Linked DNA regions of Mus musculus: region 2 is linked to region 1. Evidence: chromatin contacts called from public HiCAR-type data. All regions are on one chromosome and are shown on one strand. The core of a region is the stretch at or near the end of the contact, and the rest is flanking DNA. Distances in the headings are between cores, read along the strand shown. Region 1 overlaps Mme (membrane metallo endopeptidase). Region 2 has its middle 70 kb from the start of Strit1.

Region 1 (4,298 bases), core at 1,654-4,153:
ACCTGAGTTCAACCTGAGTTTAATCTCTAAACTCATGTTTAAAAACAAAACAACAACAACAAAAACAATAAAAACAAGTAGGCACGGTGGGACAGATCTGAGTTCAAGTGCTGAGAAGGTAGAGATGAGTATATCATTGAAGCTCACTAGCCAGCCAGCTAGTGAATTCCAGGACAGTCAGAGACCTGTCTCAGAGAAGGGTGGGGAAACAGTAAGTAGAAATAAGTAATGGAGCAATTAAAATAAATATATTTAAAATAATCACATAGAACTAATAATAAACAGTGGACAAATGCGAGGTTGATCACAAAGAAACCTACTTCCCCCTCGTACAATTCATGTCATTCATTTAACCTGAGAGGAGCTGCAGTGACTTTGGGGAACACAAGGAATATAAAAACTGAAGGAACCAATATTCAGCAGTGTATTACCATGAAGCTCAAAGAGCCCTTATCTGTTTTCTCAGCTGAATCAGTGAAGTGGAAAGATAATTATATCCTCCAAGATTGGGAGCACTAAATGTTACCCGTTTTATAAAATTGAAAAGTCTGGAGAGAAAAAAAAATCATGAAATAATATTACACATGGAGCAATGGAGCAAATGGGAAAGCTGCAGCCTGGAAGGATGGACAGGGTTAGGAGATAAATTTCAAGCCTACTTTTATTGTTTATTTTTGTTTTAGCTAAAGCAAAGAGCCATTGCAGAGAACACTGGTTGAGGCTGTCAGGTGCTCCATTTGTAAATAGCACATCAGGCTATTTAATTGCTGGTTGGGGACATATGATGTTTGCATTTGAAGACTGCGGTTATGGAGATAATTGTATCTCTGTATTCAATGTTGTAATTTTTGCAGGCCTTGGCAATTAAAGAAAGGATTGGCTATCCTGATGACATCATTTCCAATGAGAACAAACTGAATAATGAGTATCTTGAGGTAAGTCTCCACCGTGATATTTGGAACTGGTGGCAAGGTCACCACAGCCTGGAAAGGACAGACAGACACTGTATAAAATACCCTAAAACCATAGCTCCCACTAATGCCTAATACCTTCAACACTGATACCCAAGCTATGCCTAATTTAACCTTTCTTGTCATTGTACGAGGTTCTCTTCGGTGTCAATATTTCATTTTAATATTGGTGACAAAAACATTTAATCCTTTAGAGCAGTGATTCTCAACCTGTGAGTCACCACTCCTTTGACCAAACTTCTGCTCCAAAAGTATTTACATTATCATACATAATAGTAGCAAAATGATAGCTATGAAGTAGCAATGCAAAGATTTTATGGTTGGGGTCACCAGAACATGAGAACCTGTTTTAAGGGGTCTCAGTATTAGGAAGGTTGAGAACCACTACTTTAGAGTGTCAGGAGTAGCCCTCTAAGTGATGAGTGACTGACTGCCCAGAGTCCTTTACAATGGCTTACACAGGCTACAAAAGTCAAGAAGCCTTCTACTTTCTAATTGTTTTCTCTGTGGGTATCACACATTATGCTTTTTCTATTAAAATCCAAATATAATTGAGAACCAAAACAGTTTTTATTCTCGCTGATAGTGTCATTGTTAAAAGAGGTGACATTGGTCAAAGTCAACTGATACCTGCAACTGGACTTGGCTGAGATGCTCATTGTTATCCTGTGACCAACACCATGACATGATGGACACTCTAGTCACAACAGGTGACATGCCCCTAGGTTTGACGTGACAATGATGACGCTCATCCACCAAGAACTAGTGGAATGTGGAGGTGTACGTGCCAAAAGTGTTTATTCATCCTTTTCCATTTACAGAAGAAAGAAGCATTCTTGTTTTTTTGTTTTTGTTTTTGATTTTTTCTACAAGAGTGGACTGCCTGAGAGCAGAAGCATACTCACAGCTGTCCGGAACCCACATTCCAGCCCTAGTACTCTTTAAATTTTAGCAAATGACCAGAAGCAGCGTCTCTAATTCGCATACTTACTTTAAAATTCTGGTCTCAGATTTTAGGTTACAAGATTGTCAGGAAGATCAAATGAGTAGAATATATATTTAAATACTACAAACACTGGGTGCTGAATAAAGAGGGTACGGTTATACACATTTATGATATGGAGAACGACATCAATATTGTGAGGTTGGCCTGACCTTTGGCTTCATTTGATTGGTTATAACATACACTGAAACTGTGATTTAGCTAGGAAGAGGACTGGACTATAATGTGTAACAAGGCTAATAAAACAAGCATCCTCTGAAAATTTTAATGCTGCTTCTTAACAGGATTAACTTGTTTTGTAGAGAAATTATGAAGGTGATGGAACTAATATTTCTCCTCAAATCATTTTTACCCAATGTAGTTGAACTACAGGGAAGATGAATACTTTGAGAACATAATTCAAAATTTGAAATTCAGCCAAAGCAAGCAGCTAAAGAAGCTCCGAGAAAAAGTGGACAAAGATGAGTACGTATAGTATGCTTTTTAATTGTTCAATCTGTAGCAAATCCTTCACACTGCTGGTTCAGGTTCCTCGACCACAGCAAAGGCCCCCTCCCTTAGGATGTACTGAGAACATTGAAATTTACAGTATTAATATGGCCAGGAACTTCCAGTGAATGCCTTTCTCCACTAAGCTCTTCAACCTGTGCTTTGGCCTTACTCTGTCTGCAGAATATTCTTCTGCTATTAGTCCCTACTTTTTGTATTAGTCAAGCATCCTGTGGGTTGTTTCATGTGACACCCTGGAGAAGCTACCCAGGAGATTCCAGGAATGATCTTGAGCAACAGCCTATGGATACCACTGACCTCTGCACACAAGTCTCATCAGCACTTCACTCTATTAGCGTTGACCTTTGCTCTTCAACTCAATTGATAATACCTGGAGACTGATGACCAAGTGTGCTGAGCACTCAAACCCACAGAGCTGCTTAGTTTGATCTTCTTCCAAGGCCTGAGCCCTGTAGGACTCGAGTCATTTTCAGCACCTAACACCAAGTGCATTTACAATTAAAATTAATTGTTGAATTACTAAGCAATGGAAAACTAAACATTCCAGCTTGGTTTGAATATTGACTAACAGCATGCTTCATTCATTTCTGTAAATGACTCATCCAGTTGTCAGTGAGTACTGGAAAAATAAGAGACAAGCAAGAGGGTAGGTAGATGATAATTGCTGGAATTATGTGGGCAATAATATATATATATATATATATATATATATATATATATATATATATATATATATATATATATACTGATGCCCAGCTCAGTGCTCCTAGATCTTGAGGTATTTGCTCTGAGACTGGAGCCCAGATACTAGGGTTCTTCCTAAGCACTGCTCTCCAATACAATCCTCTGAGTTTGTCTCTTTTTGTAGCATTCTTTTTCTGTATTTATTTTAAGAAAGAAAGGAAGGGAAGGGAAGAGAAGAAAGAGAGAAAAAGAGAAAAAGAGAGAGAGAGAGAGAGAGAGAGAGAGAGAAAAGAAAAGAAAAGAAAAGAAAAGAAAAGAAAAGAAAAGAAAAGAAAAGAAAAGAAAAGAAAAGAGAGAGAGGCAGGGTGATGAAGATCTTTCCCAAAGTGATGCCTTTAATTTTGTGAAATTTATTTTTGTGTTTTAAATTCACCATAAGCACTCTGGCTATAATGCCATTAAATTGTCAGGACTGAATCGTAAGAGGTGTATTGTAATAAAAAAAAGTTGCCGGTATTTCATTACAGTTTCTCCCCATGAAAGCTTCTCACTTACATGGCACTAGTTTAATAGGAGAAGAGTGACCGTTGTTGTCTCTGTCCTTGTTTCATTTGTCCCCAGGTTCAGGTCCTCACTGACAGACAATGTCAGAAAGACAAATGTATAGTGTCCACTTCATTCATGTACCCTGAAGTCACATTTCATACTCAGATCCTTATTCCCAAACACTAGCAGGAGGGATCTAAATTCACACCCATATTGAAATGGTAGGGTTCAGACTATAAACTATTATTCACTTATGTTACAGGGTGCTTTACAGAAATGCTGATGCATAAAAATTTCAAGTTACCAACCAGTGTAAATAAATTCAATTAACGAACTAGTAACTCCAATATCCTTTCTTTTCCCATTCCACGTGCTCCCAGTGTGCACGTGCATGTACTTCTTGAAGTCTACCATCCTTATTACATATGACTATTTTAATCTGGCCCAAGTCCATCTGCTGAGCTTCACACTTAATATCTAGCTGATTACAAGCATTTCTGCTTAGCTATATCATTAACCACACAAGAGCAACATTTTCCTCTTAAACAAAAATTAATCTTGTTCCTTGTATCTGTCCATTTTCT
Region 2 (4,257 bases), core at 790-3,289, 200 kb after region 1:
GGGAGACAGGAAGCCTTCAGAGGACAATTGAAAGCAGATTTCTTCTGTGGTGTGGTCTGTGGTAAGGTAATTAGAAACCAGGAAAGTCACATAAAAGTGGGCAAAAGGAGACCTTTGTACTAAACATATACTGAGTTACATACACTAAATAAGATGTCAATGTCTGATGGTTGACTTTGTTTTTAGCCATCTGTAAATTATAAACAACGTTTGTTTATTTCCTCCAAACTTGCTCTAGCCTGGTATGCACCTTTCTCTCTGTACCTCTCTCTGTACCTCTCTTTCTCTTTCTCTTTCTCTTTCTCTTTCTCTTTCTCTTTCACACATACACACACACACACACACACACACACACACACACACACACACACACATTTCAGAAGCTCTCTTACACATATCCTAAATGATCAGCCAATCATGGAGTGTCTAAGTATAAAATGAAAATGGATTCCACTCTCTTTCCCAACCCTACTCACTTGTCTGCCATAGATTCCTACCATAGCCTCCTCTGAACCTGCTTCTAAACCCAGCACCACTAGAGGCTGTGGATCACTTCAGGGGCCTCTGACTCACAAACAGACACCATTGTAGACACATCGAGACCAACAGACTCTGGCAAATGGTACCACACATTCAGTAACAGATATTTTGAAGAGCAGACACATAGGAAGAATCCTGGCAGGGGCAGATGGAGGCTTCCAGAATCAGGTGCTGGGTTTGCCCCTCAACCCTTGTCTCCATCAAAAACCGTTCCAGTGCAGAGGGGATACACTATGTAACAGCTACCATGACAAAGTACTGCTCCCTACTGTACATAAATTCAGAGAAGTTCCTCGGATCTTTTAGATTTTCTCAAAGTTCTCTTCAGGAAGACACAGTGGCATTTCAGAAACAAGATAGGTCAGCCTTAGTAGCAATATTACCAAGCATCAATCAAATGGGACTTGAGACCATTTAGGTACTGAGCTTAGGGACTGCTACTTTCCTAAGGACATGAATTACAGGCTTTGCAGGATCTCTTACCTTGCTCACACAAGGGGTATAGCCTGCACACATATCAATACTATTGCAAGTCTCATCGGGAAAGACCACCTAACGTTCATTATGCATTCAACATACTCTTTTCACTAGTAGCATAGCCCTGACACTGAGCCCTCTGTGACAGCATTGGTGTGATCAGTTATAACAACAAGCCAACAGTAACCCAAACTAGCATGGGGCTGCAGCATTCCATCAGTTCCCTGCCTGTGTGCTGCTTAGTCTCCGTCAGAACAAACCTCTGCCCCTAGATTTTAAATGTGACGCAGTGCTCATTAATCCCAGATGAAGTGCCGAGACCACATCAATAGCAACCAGAACTCTTGTTGAAAATGGCAACCAGTTAACAGATACCTCCATTGAGACAAAAGTTGCACCTCTTGCTTCTATTTTAGCAAGCACCAGGGCAGAGAAGTTTCTTGGCAGAGTTTTCTTTCCCCTTTTGTGTCCCTTTCACAGTCATATCAGTGATCAGTTCTTGGCATCATTCAACAACAACAAAAATGTGGCAGACATTGAAAATTGAAAAGAAAGAGGGAATTGGAAGTCTAGGTGTTTTGGCTGGGATGTGTCCCCAAAGCCTCTGTTTGATCTGAAGTTGTTGGCAGTATTGGAAAGTGGTTAGACTCAAATGTGGTGCCTATTGAAAGAAAGTGAAGCTGTTTCTTTAAAGGGAACCCTGTGACCTGAGCCTCTTCCTGCCAAGCTCTCAGAATCATTAGCTGCCTCCCACAGTAACCCCAAATAGGTCAGGCAACTATGCTTAGAAACCTTCCCAAGTATGAACCATAATAAACCTTTCTTCCTCAGAAGATGACTTGTCTTGCATATTTGTAGCTGACCAACACAAAGGGAATAGCATATCAAAATTTCACGACTAAGAATAACTGCACCTTGTCGCTAAGACTGTACGCGGTGTTTGCTGTTTTGGAGTCAGCTTCAGAAAAGTGCTATGCTTCTGCCTTCTGACTACGCAGGTTTATATCCGTTTCCTGTGGGTATGGATTATAGGTGAATGCACTATCAACTTGTCTTGAATGGCAGAGCTGCCATCGTGAGGTCTCTCCAAACCATACCGCACAGAAAACTCGAGGAAGGAAGGGGCCATTTTGTTTGGGGGTTTCATTCACAGTCCTCAACAACTGACCATATTATCTGCAGAGACCACTCGCTGCACCTCAGGGACACAGGGAGGAAGAGACATGACCCTGCTAGGTGTGCCTGCCTCTGCATGTTTCTCTTTTCTCCAAAACTCACACCACCAGCAATTCATTTCACTCAAAACCTTCTAGAATGATTCTCAAACACCTCAGTAATATAGCCTTAAACTCACGAATCCTACTTCATCTCACGATGGTTGCTCAGTGATTCCTTGGAGGAGGCGACTTCCTGTGCACAGAGTAACCAAACGAAGGGGTACATGAAATGCAAGAAACCCAGAAAACCAGGGCCAGCAGAAGCACGAAGCCCAGCAAACCTGACAACCTGAGTTTGACCACCAGAACCCATGTACAGGTGAAAAGAAAGGGGGAAGAAACCAACTCCACAAAATTGCCTTCTGAGCTCCCCAGAAACTCCATAGCACACACGCAAAATGCACATATGCATGCACACACACACATACTATTCACATACACCTATTCACACACATTCACACAAACAATAATAATATAATAAAAAATGTAAACCCCCTGACTTAAAAATTAATGTTTTACTTAAGGAAATCTAATTATGATGTTTTTCTGTCTGCTACTCTTCAAGGAGTCCGAAGAAACTGCTCAAAATAAAAGCCAGGCACAGCAGAGCAAGTCTTTAATCTCAGCACTTTGGAGGCGGAAACAAGATCTACGTGAGTTCACTGCCACTCTGGTCTACATAGCAAGTTCCAGAACTGAAGAAATTTATATCCAAAATAAAAATGGAGAGGGGAGGAAGGGCAGAAGAGGGGAGGGGAGAGAGGGGAAAAGGAAAAGGAACCGGGGAAAGAAAAAAAAAAAAAAAAAAGGAACGACAGAAGGAAAGACTTGCATTTCCAAGATATGCCACTAGATGGCATATCGATACCTATAAACCAAGACGTTCCTGTAAGGGTGACAAAAACATCTGAAATGAAGAAGAGAACTTGGAGATGAACTCGTTTGACGCTGAGGACACACTTTGTCTTCTTGGCCGTGGTGCTATATACTTGATTATTAGGCTGCAACACGCTGAAACAACAAATATACATGTGCCTGGGGTACTCACAAGAGAAGGGTGCTGGGCCATAGGTTTGAGCCAACAGAACTTCTTTAATAGCCAACTGGCAATTGTGTGCTCAGGATCCCAGTGTTGCCCCAAGCCTTTCTCGGGGTGAGCTTTTGAAGTGCAAAAGCCATGCATTGGGTTGATATTCTTCCATTACCAAAAGCAGTTAGCAGAACTACAGATGCCAAAAAGCAAGGTTAGTACATTTAGAGGCTTCCCCGTGACCATGGGCTTTAAAGAATTGGCCCTTTATTTTAGCTTTGGCAGGCGGTGCTGAGTTTTACATCCACAATGGATTCACTTGTGCTAACATAGCAGGACCAGCTAAAGTCTGGTGCCCTGTTACATTTCTCACAGGTCTTAGTGAATGAGTCAAATCCCGGACTCATCCTGCTCTAAAATTTTACTGATCTAATACATAATTAACCATATAGTTTAATATATAGGGTCCTACAGTTAACGCAATGAGAATGAGAATTACAGGTCCAGTCAGTGCTGAGAGCTGAGTAGTTGCCCAGGATAGAACAGAAATTGTTATCAGTGATCTTTTTCTCTTTCTGTTTTTGAGGGTTTGGTTTTTTTTTTTTTTTTCCCCAACCCTGGCAAGATTTTTCTAATTACTCTGAATCAATTAGAAACAAGAAAACCAATATGTTTTCTCAAAGCCAGATATAGTTTCCTTTAACTGGAGAGAAATAAGTCTAAGCTGCTGTCTTAGTCAGGGTTTCTATTCCTGGACTAAACACCATGACCAAGAAACAAGTTGGGGAAGAAAGGGTTTAATCAGCTTACACTTCCACGTTATTGTTCATCACCAAAGGAAGTCAGGACCAGAACTCTCACAGGCAGGAACTTGGAGGCAGGAGCTGATGCAGAGGGCATGGAGGGTGCTGCTTACTGGCTTGCTTCCCCTGGCTTGTTCAGCTTGCTTTCTTATAAAACCCAGGATTGCCAGCTGAGAGATGGTACCACCCA

What was found. HiCAR-type assays count read pairs that join an accessible place to other places.
Region 2: a HiCAR-type map of kidney shows a contact between it and region 1, with 4 times the contacts expected there. The contact joins two enhancer-like sites. A contact is called at or near these places in 1 of 484 Hi-C or Micro-C datasets (the AML12 cell line) and 1 of 115 datasets of contacts at active chromatin or transcription factors (kidney).

Annotation. Positions count from the first base shown.
Region 1 is chr3:63,346,283-63,350,580 of GRCm38.p6, forward strand. It overlaps Mme (membrane metallo endopeptidase), which reads left to right. Exons shown (of 23, transcript NM_001357335.1): 15 at 855-935; 16 at 2,336-2,439. Among named protein-coding and RNA genes, the nearest start is that of Mme, 53 kb to the left of the region's middle. Within about 2 kb of position 2,904, at least 11 of the 459 cell types and tissues checked have an H3K27ac peak or open chromatin away from gene starts, as enhancers often do. A contact at or near this core is called in kidney, where this site is marked.
Region 2 is chr3:63,551,877-63,556,133 of GRCm38.p6, forward strand. No RefSeq gene overlaps it. Among named protein-coding and RNA genes, the nearest start is that of Strit1, 70 kb to the left of the region's middle. Within about 2 kb of position 2,040, at least 7 of the 459 cell types and tissues checked have an H3K27ac peak or open chromatin away from gene starts, as enhancers often do. A contact at or near this core is called in kidney, where this site is marked.